Linked DNA regions of Zea mays: all the other regions are linked to region 1. Evidence: chromatin contacts called from public Hi-C data. All regions are on one chromosome and are shown on one strand. Each heading gives the region's core, a stretch centred on a gene start, on an enhancer-like site or on the middle of the called end of the contact. The rest is flanking DNA. Distances are from core to core; before and after follow the strand shown. Region 1 holds the start of LOC100502362 (eukaryotic translation initiation factor 2 beta subunit). Region 2 holds the start of LOC100193939. Region 3 holds the start of LOC103633569.

What was found. Hi-C and Micro-C count contacts between places; a contact is called where the count stands out from the background.
Region 2: a Hi-C map of leaf shows a contact between it and region 1, with 2.1 times the contacts expected there. The contact joins the promoter of LOC100193939 here to the promoter of LOC100502362 in region 1. A contact is called at or near these places in 11 of 25 Hi-C or Micro-C datasets (bundle sheath, ear, endosperm and 3 more) and 1 of 3 datasets of contacts at active chromatin or transcription factors (leaf).
Region 3: a contact with region 1 is called in a Hi-C map of an unstated tissue, with 3 times the contacts expected there. The contact joins the promoter of LOC103633569 here to the promoter of LOC100502362 in region 1. A contact is called at or near these places in 8 of 25 Hi-C or Micro-C datasets (bundle sheath, ear, leaf and 2 more).

What each region holds. Positions count from the first base shown.
Region 1 is chr7:182,298,127-182,302,471 of Zm-B73-REFERENCE-NAM-5.0, forward strand. It overlaps LOC100502362 (eukaryotic translation initiation factor 2 beta subunit), which reads right to left and starts at 2,431. Exons shown (of 9, transcript NM_001196840.1): 1 at 2,394-2,431; 2 at 2,228-2,324; 3 at 1,857-2,018; 4 at 1,658-1,709; 5 at 1,485-1,582; 6 at 1,002-1,147; 7 at 737-879; 8 at 490-575. The coding sequence starts at 2,272. It overlaps LOC100383618 (putative leucine-rich repeat receptor-like protein kinase family protein), which reads right to left. Exons shown (of 3, transcript NM_001176266.1): 2 at 4,326-4,345; 3 at 3,169-3,887. The coding sequence ends at 3,256. LOC111589810 (small nucleolar RNA SNORD34) reads right to left here and starts at 81; the gene lies at 1-81. It overlaps LOC111589807 (small nucleolar RNA SNORD34), which reads right to left and starts at 355; the gene lies at 278-355.
Region 2 is chr7:182,447,070-182,451,650 of Zm-B73-REFERENCE-NAM-5.0, forward strand. LOC100193939 reads left to right here and starts at 2,968. Exons shown (of 12, transcript NM_001359354.1): 1 at 2,968-3,339; 2 at 3,486-3,599; 3 at 4,016-4,369. The coding sequence starts at 3,101.
Region 3 is chr7:182,472,312-182,477,238 of Zm-B73-REFERENCE-NAM-5.0, forward strand. It overlaps LOC103633569, which reads left to right and starts at 3,505. Exons shown (of 11, transcript XR_004851629.1): 1 at 3,505-3,900; 2 at 4,155-4,186; 3 at 4,347-4,421; 4 at 4,804-4,927. It overlaps LOC103633568, which reads left to right. Exons shown (of 20, transcript NM_001348048.1): 13 at 637-679; 14 at 821-992; 15 at 1,089-1,159; 16 at 1,275-1,368; 17 at 1,528-1,767; 18 at 1,842-2,048; 19 at 2,239-2,568; 20 at 2,766-3,100. The coding sequence ends at 2,891.

The sequences.
Region 1 (4,345 bases), core at 1,181-3,680:
GAAAGACTCAGATCTTGCAGATGCTATCACATAAACTCAAACAATGTAGGCAAATGATTCTGCAAATCATCATAGTCTAGAACACCATGGCCGAGACCAAACAAGGGCTAACAAGCTAATCCACAAATGGAAGGACAAATGTGTACTAGGAAATCCAGCAAATAATTGTTCATTTTTTGGTCAGGATGTTTAATAAGTAGAAAACTTTCTAGAACAGCAAAATAAGGGACGATAACAGTCGTAGCGGATAATGCATGGAATAAACTGTGGAATTATTTTGTGCCTCAGAAATTGCAATTCTTATCAGACTTTCAAACAATGTAGGCAATAAAGTTGCGACTCATCATTGGCAGGAAAAAATATGGTGGGGTAAATGGCGTCAATTAGCAATGTATAACAAAATAATCATGTATAGGGGAATGAGATGGGAATGACTGAAAGTGCCTAGAGCTATTGGAAATACATCACACCAAAACTGCAGACATTTACCTGTTCGCAGCGAAGGAAGAACAGACGATTTTCCTTGGACAGAATGGTATCAGGGCTCTTGCATCCATTGCAGATGACGTACTCATCTGAGAAATGAGTCAACTTTCAGATAGCAGGGAGAAAAACAATAAACAACCATCATATTTATTCAATCATATCAGCAAACAGCAAGTAGCTTATAACATCATCTGTTCAAAAAAAAAAAAGCATACTACAAGTATCAACGCGATCAAATTGGATAACTTACTGATGTATCTCCTCAGGATTGCTTCAAAGTTTTTGGGGGCAAATCTTCCTTTGATCACCAACCTTTGCTGCCCATCAAGTGACCCGCTTGTTCCCATTTCAGCAAGTAAAAACATCATCACATGCTCAGGTTGCCTATGCATCCTGGAGATACAAATTAAAAGTTATTTTTTTTTGTAATTTTATCAACGAAGCAGCAGAGACAATTTAAGGAGGCGAGGGAGTATCAGTAAAAAATATGCTGCCACAATTATGTTGAAACTTACGTTTTACACAAATCCATAAAGTTAACAAAAACTGTCTTCTTTGTTCCCTCCCTAAGAACTTGTGGTGGCCTCATAACGGTCCTACGCCTATCCCCAGCAAGATCTGGGTTGTTCTCACGTAGAATGTTGAACACCCTGTCCAGCAGCTGGAACAGAAAAGGTCAAGGTCAAATTTCACAAAAAGGTAACACATATTGAAGATCCACTGCTGAAGAAGTAACCAAAATTAATGATAAAGAATGCTGCATATCTGAATGCTCACAAAGAAACAGATGTAGATACCATGCAAGTCATAACAACAAAATGTGGCTGTAATGTCATATAACATTAGAACCACGAAAATGCACGGGGATCCATGTTTACAATTGTGACAATCACATATCAGCCAGAAGGGCACAAAATAGTCACATGTTTACTAACAACCAATGCACGGGGATCCATGTTTACATGGACAAAATAATTGGCAGAAAAATATTTAAGCACCTCTTCATATTTATAATCCCGATCAGTTCCCTCCCAAGGGTATGTAGGGACACTTCCCAGCACAATGCCTTCCCCTTGTTCCTCTACAGCTTGATCATCTGAAAAGCAGGGAGTCAGATATTGCAAAAGTACTCACAAGAGCAAGGATTAAATTCAGAGCAAACGAAATGCACCTTGAGTGTCCTCCCCATCTCCAAGCTCATCAAGAGTTGAATCAAGATCCACCTGAAATTTTGCGAAATGAACCAATGTAAAGCCTTAATTCACTGCATGTTTCTTAAACTTGCATACTGCCTAAATGTAAAGCCTCGATCCATTTTATGATTCTTAAACGTTGTCCAGTCTAGCTCCAAATGAGTGTATCTGATGTACCGGCTTCTTCTTTTTCTTCTTCATTCCAGTGAAGTTAAGTTCAGCGGGTTCTGCGACTGCCAGTGTTTCTGTCTTCTCTGCAAGCTTGTCCACTTCATCAGAAGGTTCTTGGATGACAACCTTCTTCTTTTTCTTCTTCTTGGTCGGGTCGAAGGGGGCAAGCTGTAGGGGAAGAAAAAAAATATAGATACATAAACCATGTGGTGGAACAGAACCTCAAATCCAACTCACAACTTGCAAGCTCAACCTTAGCTGGAACCGCATCAAATCAGGCCAAGCAACCGAACAGCAATAAAACTAGAAGTACAACGAACACGAACACCCCGTCTCGATCAGCGATCAGCGCAACGAAGGAGGAAGAGCCATCTCACCTCGGAGGCCTCCTCTCTCCTCTCCGAATGCTCCTCGTCCGCCATGGCTGACGCAGTCGCTTTCACCGCCGACACGCCCCTACTCTCGCTCCGATCCCTGCGACGGCACGAAGCCGGTTAGATCCAGAGCGGGGCGCTGGTTCCACTGGATCGACGCGAGACTCACGGGCGGAGAGCGCGAGCGACGACGGTGACGGCGGCGCGTTCGAACTAGGGTTTCTAGGTGGACATCGTTCGCCTTATCTTTTCCATTTCTATATACTCCTCGGAGATCGTCTCGGTAATGCAACGGAAAAACGTCTACCGCGGATCGCCTCGATCTCAGCCGCCTGATCTTGATCGGACGGGTTATCGGGCAACCTCATGGTGCTGAACTTGGAATATGATACTATTTGGAGGGTTTTACAGAAAACGTATCTCCCAGCGTCATCCTGAGCCGTTGATTTAGATCGGACGTAGTATATCGTTCTCGGAAAACTTGCTTAAAAAAAGTTGGAATTGCCTTCCGCATAACGCCGTCGACCGTCGTCGTTTCCAAATTTCTGCTGCCCCTCGAAACCGTTCCTTTCCAGCACCGGCACGGCAAGACTCTGAATTGTTCGAGGGCGCATTCGACGGCAGCAGCGGGCTGATTGCTCCGCCCTGCAGCGGCGGTGACGGCAACGATCCAGTTTCTTCCTATTATTGGCTTGTTCAATATATGTTGCCAACTGTATGCTTGTGCCAATCAAGGAGTTTGTTGGGGTGATCGTTGTCAAATGGTCTGATAGATGCAACTGTATAAAAAGGATTTGCAATCGAGCAGGCTAACAATTTCAATTTTCCAGCGGAAGAATTCTACGCTCGCCATGAAACAGAGTTTCAGACTATCAATAAGAAAGCTCAGTTCTTTCTATCTGAGGCTAAATGCAGCAGATGCTAACCACGGTTTACAAGAAACTCAATCATAAATAAATTAGCTAACAAATCAAATGAGGTGCAACTGGCAACAACAACCGATCAAGCGGACGAAGGGAGCTGCGCAGGATTTACACCGATGGAGGGTTCGACTCCTTGGATTTCTCATCAGAAGACGCGCGGCTCTCCGAGGTGGACTGGCGGAGCCCCTCAATCATCCTGATCACCTCCTCCATCGTCGGGCGCCGGTCTGGCGACTTGGCAGTGCACACCATGGCTATCTGCAGCATCTGTACCAGCTCCTCCTCGATGTTCTGGTGCTTCATCAGCTCCACGTCAAACACCTCGGCCGTCCACTCCTCCCGGACCACCGAGTGCACCCATCTCGGCAGGTCGACGACGTCGTCGTTCCCCTGCGTCTGGAGCGGGGCCTTCCCTGTGAGCATCTCCATGAGGAGGACGCCGAAGCTGTAGACGTCGGACTTCTGGGTGATCTTGCGGTTCTCGACTATCTCTGGAGCACGGTAGCCGACCACGACGCGAGATGCGTTGACCGGCACACTCGTCAGAGCGCTGAGGCCATAGTCCGAGACGGAAGGATTGTGATCTTGGTCTACGAGTACGTTGGTTGACTTGACATTGCCATGGGTGAGCTTCGCGCCCCCTTCTGAATGTATATGTGCAATTCCATATGCTGTTCCAAGGATGATCTTCATTCTGGAGTTCCAATCTAACGGTGTCTTCGCGGTAACGCCCCGGATACCTGTTGATCAAGCAATCCAGCAAGAAACACTCATTAACAAAACAAATGGATATCTCAGTTATCTAGCACAAGTTGCACTCTGTAGAATGAGCGTGTCAAGCTATGTTAAAGCAATGCAAGTGCAGCTTCAGCCTTCCGCAGCAAGTAGAAGATATACATATGAAGGTGAGTTTTCTTCCCAACCATATTGAAGAAAAGAAGCAACTAATATCTAGTCAGTGACATACGCAGCTCTCCTGTGTTTTTGGAAAAAAAAATTGATGTTAAACTGAGAGAAACATAATAAAATGGCAGAGATACAGCAAGCTACGTGATTCAAGCTGGCACTTTAGGAATGCTGGCCTGTTGTTAGTAAAAATGGGTATCGATCAATCACATCAGTAATGATTTTGAAAAATATCACATCAGCAATATGTCTGTAGCAGTGAAAAATCATACCATGCAACATGGCCGAAACA
Region 2 (4,581 bases), core at 1,718-4,217, 150 kb after region 1:
GGCTCTCTGGCGGGCAACGGTCAACTGCGCTGTTTAAGGAAGGAAATCGGGCACCGGACAGTGTCCGGTGTGCACCGGACTGTCCGGTGCGCCCGACGACAGAAGGCAAGATCAGCCTTCCAGATTTGCTCTCAACGGCTCCTAGCTGCCTTGGGGCTATAAAAGGGACCCCTAGGCGCATGGAGGAGCCACCCCAGCAACTCTTGAGCATTCTTGATCATCCACACTCAATCTTTGCGCATCCGTTTGTGATTCTAAGTGATTCGAGCTCTGTTCTTGTGAGAAACTGTGAGATAGTCTTTGAGCTCGAATCTTGGCTGTGTGTGTGCGCGTTTCACTGTGGATTTGTGTGTGTTGCTTCCCTCCCTTACTCCGTGCTTCTTTGTGAATCTTAAGTGTAAGGGCGAGAGACTCCAATTTGTGGAGATTCCTCGCAAGTGGGATAAAGATAAGCAAGGCAAAATTCTGTGGTATTCAAGTGGGTCTTTGGACCGCTTGAGAGGGGTTGATTGCAACCCTCGTCCGTTGGGACGCCACAACGTGGAGTAGGCAAGTTTTGTACTTGGCCGAACCACGGGATAAATCACCGTGTCTCCTCTGTGTTGAATTCTCTGTGATTGTCGTATTGTGCAAGATCTTCTCTTTAGCCACTTGGCAATTATTGTGCTAACCTCTAACAAGTTTTCGTGGCTATAAGTTGAGTTTTTATAGGATCACCTATTCACCCTCCCCCCTCTAGGTGCTCTCAGTTATACCTGCATTAATTTTTCCCCCACTTGCTGAGCCCCGACCATAAGTGAGCTCACCCTTGCTAATATTTTGATCAGAGGGTGATGCTGGAGACTTTGATGGAGAATTTATCGACGAGGAATTCTAAGTCTAACGATGCGCCGGTCAACTTCCTGTGGAAGATTGCCCATTTGTTTATTTCTGCTTTACTTTGATATGATACTGGTTTAAGACACAATGTTTCAGATGATGTAATAAAGTTTTATACTCTCTTTACGCCTTTATTGCATTGTCTTTTGATATACTACACTTGTGACGTCAACATATGTGTGGAAATAGATCCTGACACACATATGGTATGCGCTCGGTTCTACCCCCTGGAACCGTGTGTGACATGCTCTCTCTGGCGGGTGGAGTGGATGGTGAAGAACTCCGACACCATCGTTACTGTCTCTGTGCCACGCCAACCCCTGGCCGTTGTAGCCTGGTTCTCGACGCGACTCATCGTGTTGTGGGTCCTGTAGGTGGCCAGTGCACTTAGGCCTAGGCTCGATAGGTCATGAGTGGGCCACAGACCTAGGGCCCATAGGTCATGAGTGGAAGGTGGACTGACTTTTCCTTTGTGGCTCGGTGTGAGGTGTAGGTAATGGGGCCGGTCACTTACGACGGATCAGTATTGGGTCAGGCATGGAATCCACTCGAGTGGCTTCATCTCGACCCGCTCGACCATCCTTTTGGCTCTGCCTCGCCCGACCTCGGGCTCGGTGTCTCAGGACTAATCGGGAGCGGGTCCTTCCGGGGCGAACCTTTGCCTTGTCCTTCTTCTGCTAGTGGGCCCGAGGGGTTCGAGGATCTTTTCCCGTCAATACTATTTTTAGGCCAACTTCAATAACCTTACACAACCCATATCCTATTTCAAAGTCCACCATATCAATAATATAATTTGTAATGCAAAACAACATTTTGCACGACCATATACGAGACCCGTTGGACACAACATTAGGATCGAGACGACAGCCTACAGAGTCATATTTCATACGATTAACTATAAATATGTCACTAAACTTTTATAAAAATATATAGCTATTTCATTTATATGCCACTCCATGATATATAAATAAATGAGCTATCTAATTTTATAAAGTTTAGTGACATATTCGTGATTGGCCATATTTTTATAGGGATGACTATATCTTTCATTGGTCTTGTAATTATGATTTTATCCTTCATTATTCAACTATGTGAAAGATATGTACTACCCTCTTTCTATTCTGCATGGCACAACCCAGCATGGTAAAATCACAATAAATTACATGACATTTTTTTGTCTTTTCAAATCAAATTTAACACTGTCAACTAACAACTAACGTAACGACACAAAGATATGACAGAGTTTTGTTTCCAAAACAGAGAGGTAAAATCACAAAGTTGAAAAGCAAGGAATAGAATCACAATTGTAAGGTCAGAGAGAGGTACAATCATAAATACCCTTATTTCATATTAGAGTTTGTTTGGTTATTTTCAATCTATATGGATTGGTGAGGATTGATATGAACTGAAAGAGATTTTAACTTATTAGAGATTAAACCCACTCAATCCCCTTTAGACCTTATTTGAGTACTCTAGTATTTACTCTAATCCACGTCAACATATGTGGATTAGGATGAATACTAAAATACTCAAACAAGACCTCAATCTATATGGATTGGGTTGAAACCAACATGGGGCCTGTTTGGTTCAGCTTTTTTCTGATCAGCTTTTCTGAAAATCTGGCTGTGTGGAGAATCTGGCTGTGGGGAGAATCTGAGTATCATTACGATTACGTGTGGAGTAAGATAAAGTTGTTCATAGGGCTCAGGATCTAGAAAGTGACGGATTCCTACTATTACAACGACTCAACCGATTATGTGTTTATGTTGATTTTGGATGATTTTTGTCCCAACGAATTTTATAGAAGCTGGCTAAAAAGTTGAGCGTTTGGCAGTCCGCAGCAGCTTTTGGTGGCCAGAAGCTGCCAGAAGCCGAAACAAACAGGCCCATGACCTTGTAGAGTTCATCGTGTGATGCGGGGCCCACCTCTAAGTGAGTGCCGCCCATCAGCCCAAAGTCAACCGGTCTCCCACGATCGCGACCGAAGGCGACGGGAGGGATCCAACGGTCCAGATCTCTCTCGCACTGTCCCCTCCCCCCTCTCATTTTTCACACGAACCCAGCCGTTGCAGGCCAGACAAACGGGACAAACAAAGAGAAAGAAAGAAAACTAGAGGCGCCCGCACGCAAAATCCAAACCCAAACCCTCGGCGAGGACGCCACCGTGGCGACCGCGGTGGATGCAGCGGGTCTGGTGCCCGCCGACCTGGAGCGGCGGGTGATGGCGGCGGTGAAGGCGTCGGAGGCGCGCGGGGACCCGCCGCTTCTGCAGGTGGTGGAGCTATCCCGCATCGTCGCCGTGGAGGGCGCGGGGACCCTCTCCAGCGCCGACCTTGCCAGGATCCTCGTCTCCAACCTATGCTTCGCGCACAACTCGCCCTCGCTCTGGAAGCTCCTGGGCCAGGCCGTCGTGTCCCGCCTCCTCTGCCCGCTCCACGTTCTCGCACTCCTCACCCCTAGGTGCGTGCGCCAGCGCTCGTCCCCCGCCCCCACCCCACCGCCGGAGGGGGTGGGGGCGTGCTGAAATTGGTGCCCGTCTGTGTGCTCTCCGCTCACTTCTCTGTGGGGGTGTGAATTTCTCATCTCGCGGTGGTTTTGTCACACAGGGTGCTGCCGCAGCGGCGAGCGCAGCCTGAGGCGTACCGCCTGTACCTGGAACTCCTCAAGTGTCATGTCACGTCGTCCTTACTGTCGATGGAGGCTGGGCCTAATCGTGACAAGTAAGGTCTTGTGCTACCACTAGGTGTGATTTAGTCATAACATCTGGTGTCCTGTGTGAACATTTTCCTACTGTTTAGATATAATCCGTCGTTCGAAATATGTATTGTGCACAACATTGTATAGATTTCGTGTCATAGTTCGAAGGTAGAAGCATTCCCTGCAAGCTGAACGTTTGAACCTTGAATTGCACCACTCAATTCCAATATTCCGTACTCTCTCTCTAATTTACATGTTTAAGATTGGGATTTAATGGCGACACTCTATGATATGGGTCGTTCCTGAACTTTTTTTTGTTGCCGTTTTTCCTCTCCAAGTTTCCTGATTTCACCTTTTTAGTGTAGCCATAGCATATTAATCACCGGTAAACTGCAGTACACTTTAGAAGTTGTTCATAAGTGACTACTGTACTTCCCAGGATAGGGAAGTCCATTGCTGAAGCTTTGCAACTATCAAAGGTTTATGGATTTTCTGGAACAGAGTTTGGACATGTTGTCATTATGTTTGTGTTGGCTGTTGTCAGTAAACTGATTGATAGTATATTTGAGGATTGTGGCTTTCCATCTGCGATGGTAGAGGGGCAAGAGAGTGTCAATGCCATCGATGGGCCACAGCCTATGGACTTAGACGTTAAAATGGGATCTACTGAGAACCAAAATGAGCATCGCGAACAGTTACGTCGGAAGAACACTCTCATCGCTTTGGACGTGTTGCATATGATGACTGCTGATAGAAAGATTCAATCATTTCTGCGCTTGATATTCCTGAACATGTATGTTTTCTCATACCCTTTTCATGAGTTTGTCTATGTATTACCCTATGGATAGATAATAAATTTAACTTCTACCAGTTACAACTAAGGGTGAAAGTCGTTCCCTTGTTGTCATGCACTCAGCATCGCACTTTGGAAACATGTTGGGTACCATTCAATGAAAAAAATATTCTTTACCGCTTTTCTGCCATATATATACACAGTAATAGGCT
Region 3 (4,927 bases), core at 2,255-4,754, 180 kb after region 1:
AAGATTTCATTTGAATGCAAGCAAAGGTGTATTATGTATGCACTTAATTTTTTGCATCGTAGAAGATATTCACAACAGATATGACCATAATAAGTACACTGAATTATACTCTTAAGGAAGTGTGTTCTCATGTACATCTTCACCTGTTGAGTGCAAGCTTCACATCGACATCTTAAAACCGTAGTATTCCAAAACCATGGTTTTGAAATACTTTGCTTCCAAACACGCCCTATTGTTTTCAGGCCTTGTAACCTGTAAAGCCTAGAAAGTATACTCTGTTTTCAAGGCTTAACATCTTTCTATCAACCTAAACAGTAAGCGCATTCATGAACATCTCAGGTATTGACTTCACACCTTCCTTAAAATTTTGTTTGAATGTAAACCGGGTATATTCTTAAATGAAATACACTGGTTAGACCGTTGAAGTTGTCACTAATCCAAGTTTGAAGGCTGGCACAAACTTCATTAAGAACAAAATCACAGGAATGTTTCTTCTCCTTGTTAAGTTTTTTTTGTTTATTTTGTCCTTGATATGTGGCTATGCCAAGCTATCCGCATTAGGTTTTAGGACAACAAAATGCTTTTGCCACCTTAAATTGTGCTATAATTTATTTATTTTCTTTTATCTACACGCAGATTATTTGAAGGAGACTGTTCGTGATACATTTAGATTTGTCAGGTGCTGTGTTGCGGTTCCTTATGAATTTTGTACTCATTGTATTTATTCCCTTTTTGTAGCCCTTTGCTAAGCTTAGTCTTGAAGTAAACTTTGCAGAAATGCTTAAGGACAACCGCCCCTAACCCGCGTCTATATATTCAGTGTCAGTCCAAAAGGGGTCAAGTTTCTCTCTACTGCTGATAAAATAGATGGAGCACCACTGGTATTTCAGCTGACTGCAGAGATGATTGAACTAGAGGAGCACGGTAGTTCACATCATAAAGAAGGTGGTTTGAATCTTGTGCCAACATTAGAATCTGAAAAATTTTCTGAGGTAGGCTCATCAAAATGCTATTTATTGATCCCCACGCAGTCACCCACCTGGGAATTTTCAGTATTTTATTCTTTTTCCTGATTTAAAATTTTGCAGGATGAATCAAAACTCTATCAAAGGCTCCTGAATGTTAGGATGAAGATTGCTCAAGATATTGGCACTGCTCCGTGAGTAAAAATCTAAACTACCATAACAAGTTTATGGATATATGTTCTTAAGCTAGTTTATGCTAGAATTTGGAGAAGTTAGTGAACTGAATTTCGTTAATCCTGCTTATTACAGGTATGCTGTATGTGGCGATCAGACAATAAGAAACTTTGCAAAGATGAGACCTTCTACTGGAGCTAGACTTGCTAATATCGATGGTGTCAACCAGGTACTACTTTGAAATGGTTACTTATCAAACTATCTTTTGTTAATCCGAGTAGTATGCATCTCGGCAGTTCATCCATTTTTTTTAAAAAAAACAATACTGTGTGGCCGTTGTTTTCTGTATTGTACTTATATATTGATACATCTGACCTTTTGTTTGCAGCATTTTATTTCACGTTTCAGTAACATTTTCATCCAAAATATTGCGGAATTGTCGAAGGAGTTAAACCTCCCGTTGGATAATTCACCATTTCCACCACCACCACCAACAAATCCAGCTGCAGAAAATATTGCTGGTATACCAAAACCTGTACAAAACAATCTTCCTGGGATCTTGGGTGATGCAAAGCTGACTGCATGGGAATTGTGGCATAAGCAGGAGTACTCATTCCTGAAAATTGCTGTAAGTTACCACAGTTTTCGTTTTCTGCTGACATGATACTCAAGTTCACAGCTTGATATGATTGTGTATTCTAGTATTTCCGCAGAGCAGTGCCAATAAAAGAGCAAACAGTTATTGCGTACATTCTTGATGCTGCTCGAGAAGGATGTGAGATGGACTGGAGTAGGTTTTGCAGGGAAGTAGGGCTGACACCTGATATAGCCACCGCAATTCGTCTTGCAATCTCAAAGGTTGGATCACGTGAGAAAATGAAGCCAATCAAAGAGGAGCTCCCAGAGAATGTACTCTCCCTCTGCCTAACCACCCCATTTCTATTTCTGATTAAACAGTGTCGCTTTTCCCTGCAAAAAAAAAACTTAGTATTGCTTCTGAAAAACATAACAGCCACTCTCATCAAGCAGCAACCCACATTTCATTTTATGTTCATCCAAAGCAGTCATGAATGCCTAATTTACTTAGGGAAAATTACAGGTAACTTATGACATGATCAAGACATTCCTGACTATTGAGGGGTGTGGATTGTCAGAGCAAGTCTTTGGTAACGGTACCGCTGACGGTGTCTCTAGTAGAATAGCAGAGTCACCAATATCTTCCTGCCATGCAAGTGAAGCAGGCGGAAATGGTGTCCCAGCAGCGGCAGAGGCCAGTGATGCAAACCCTTCAGCAAAGAGAGGTCAAACTGTTTGTGCTGAGGAGCCAGCAACAAAACTGCAAAGGACATACGAGCATGGAGCTGAGTTAACTGGCACGGCGACTGCTACTGTAGATTCTGTGCTAGATCTGGTTGCGAGCTGCAATGGGGTAAACGTACTAAACCATTTCATTTTCCCCCCAAGCTTGATCGAAAACCTCTGATGCTGAGTGACTTGGTCTAGAGATATGTGGACTCGTGTGCGTGGGGCCGAACATTTCAGTGTCCCACACTCTGACTTAAAACGTCAGGACCTGCTTCCGAAATCCATGCCGTTCCTGTTCTGACGAATGGCATATTATTTCAGGTATCGCTGGAGGATGTTGCCAAGCACTTCAAGGGATCCAAGAGAGAATCGGTCCTGGAGATATTGGAGGGCCTTGAATCTGAATTCACAATTTACAAGAAAAACGGGAACTACATGGTCCTGTGACAAACTTGCCCGCGTAGTCTGGGAAGGGGATATGCCTCAGCTGTGTGTGTATATATATATATCTATACGATGGTGGGTGACTTACTGACTTTGGACTATGGTAGCAAGGTTGTTGGCTGGTGTGCATGTGCTCATTTTGGGGATTGGGCAGAACTAGCAGATGTACGAACGTGTGTGTTTGGAGCTGGGATCCTTTCTGTCATCTCGCATATGAGTATCTTGGACTAATTGACCCCGCGTATTTTCGTTGGGTTTTGATGCGTTCACCCTACTCGTTCAACAGCTTAAGATCAGGTTTGACTCCTATTGCAATTTTCCTACGTGTCCATTTGGAGCAAATTATCAAAGGTTTTAGAACCACACAGAATTCCTATAGAATGCCTTAACAATTCGTAAGAATTTCGGAGGAAACATTCCATGGTAAAAACTTCCGCCACAGATATCAACCACCACTCTTACCATACATTTTCTTTGCTCCGATGATATTTTATGATTATTACGGTCTAGCGAAATCACGTGATGCCTTGCAAGTGGGAAACACGAGAAACCGTACTCGGCCATTGGAGAGCAGGTGAACCAGTTGTCTTAACAAAAAGGGACACGTACTCGGCTCGGGCACGCCCGCACGGCCGCACCGCACCACCAAGCGAACCCATTGGCTGTCTCTCTCACGGCTCACTTCACTGTTCACTCGGCGGCACCGCACTGCGCCAGTGCCCCGTCGCCGATCAAAGCAACCGCCTCCAACGCGGCAACGGCAACGGCAACGGCAAGCGCCGTCAGTCACTCCCGTAGTAGCCGCCCCGCAGTGAGTGTGTGAGCGAGTGAGATGATCAGCGGAGGGGCCGCGGCCGCCGGGAACCCGAGGAGTAGGAGGACGCGATGAAGGCGCAGCCGCTGCTACTGCCGGCGCTCAAGAGGCGGAGAGGCCCTCGCGTGGCGGTGCTGGCGCTCGTCCTCTGCTCCCTGCTCGTGCCCTTGGCCTTCCTCTTCGACCGCGCCCCCTCCGGTACGTCTACCCTACGCTACGCCTACCCTTCCCCGTTCGCTTCCTCTCATTGCGCATTGGGTTGGGAGCGCGGGGCCCGCCGCGCTCGGATCACCGCGTCTCCGCCGTCTGGATCTGGGGCTCTAGTTCTCTCCAGCGGTTGCCCGCCTGTCCGGTTACCGCGCGCCCGTGCTGATTAACCAGCCGCCCGCTTCTCGCCTTTTCGGGACTGGCTTCTGTTGTCTTATACTTTCTGATTGGTGTGGGCGATGCAGGATACGTGACGACGGAGGAGCGGCACCGACAGGTACCCCCGTCGCCTGTTTCGAACCCTCTATTTTTCCCTCAGCCGTTGTTTGACGCTGATTGATTTGGACGGCACCATGTGCGAGCGGGGACGACGGCTCACTGATTTCCGCTACTTTTTTTTTTGCACCCCCGTGTTTTCTTCACCGTGTTGGATTCAGGAGGTCGTTCTGCCTTTGTTGGATCACGTGGCGGAGAAGAGACGTCCGAGTGGTAGTGGCGCTGACACGCGACAGGTCTGTTGGCTGTTACTCTCGAAAGCGATTGTGTTCTTTGTAATATTGTTTTTGTTTGGATTGGAGTCTTCTTCTTCTTTTTCTTTTTTTTTTGGGGGGGGGGGGGGGGGGGGGGGGTGGCACCGAAATGTTGTCTGTTAGTTATCTCCTATTTAGCACCGATCCACACGTTTGAAACTTGTCTAACGCCTACGCGTTCTGCAATTAGAGGCAATGCTCTGTGGGTTGCCTCCTCACCTGTTAGTGATGTAGGGACAATTGTTTCGTATGTATATGTTACAAGGATTGGTTCACTTTTTTTTTCATTTCGGGTGCATCAAGTACAAGTGAATATATCGCTGAAAATTGCTTCTGCAGTCCGTGACAGTCGCATCTCTCTCAGGATGCGCTGGAGAAGAAGGTCCCCGGTAGTAGTGCAGGAGTCATTCATCAACAAACACCGGATAAGAACATCTCCAAAGTCATTCGTCAACAAACACCGGAGAAGACCATCTCCAAAGGCAGTG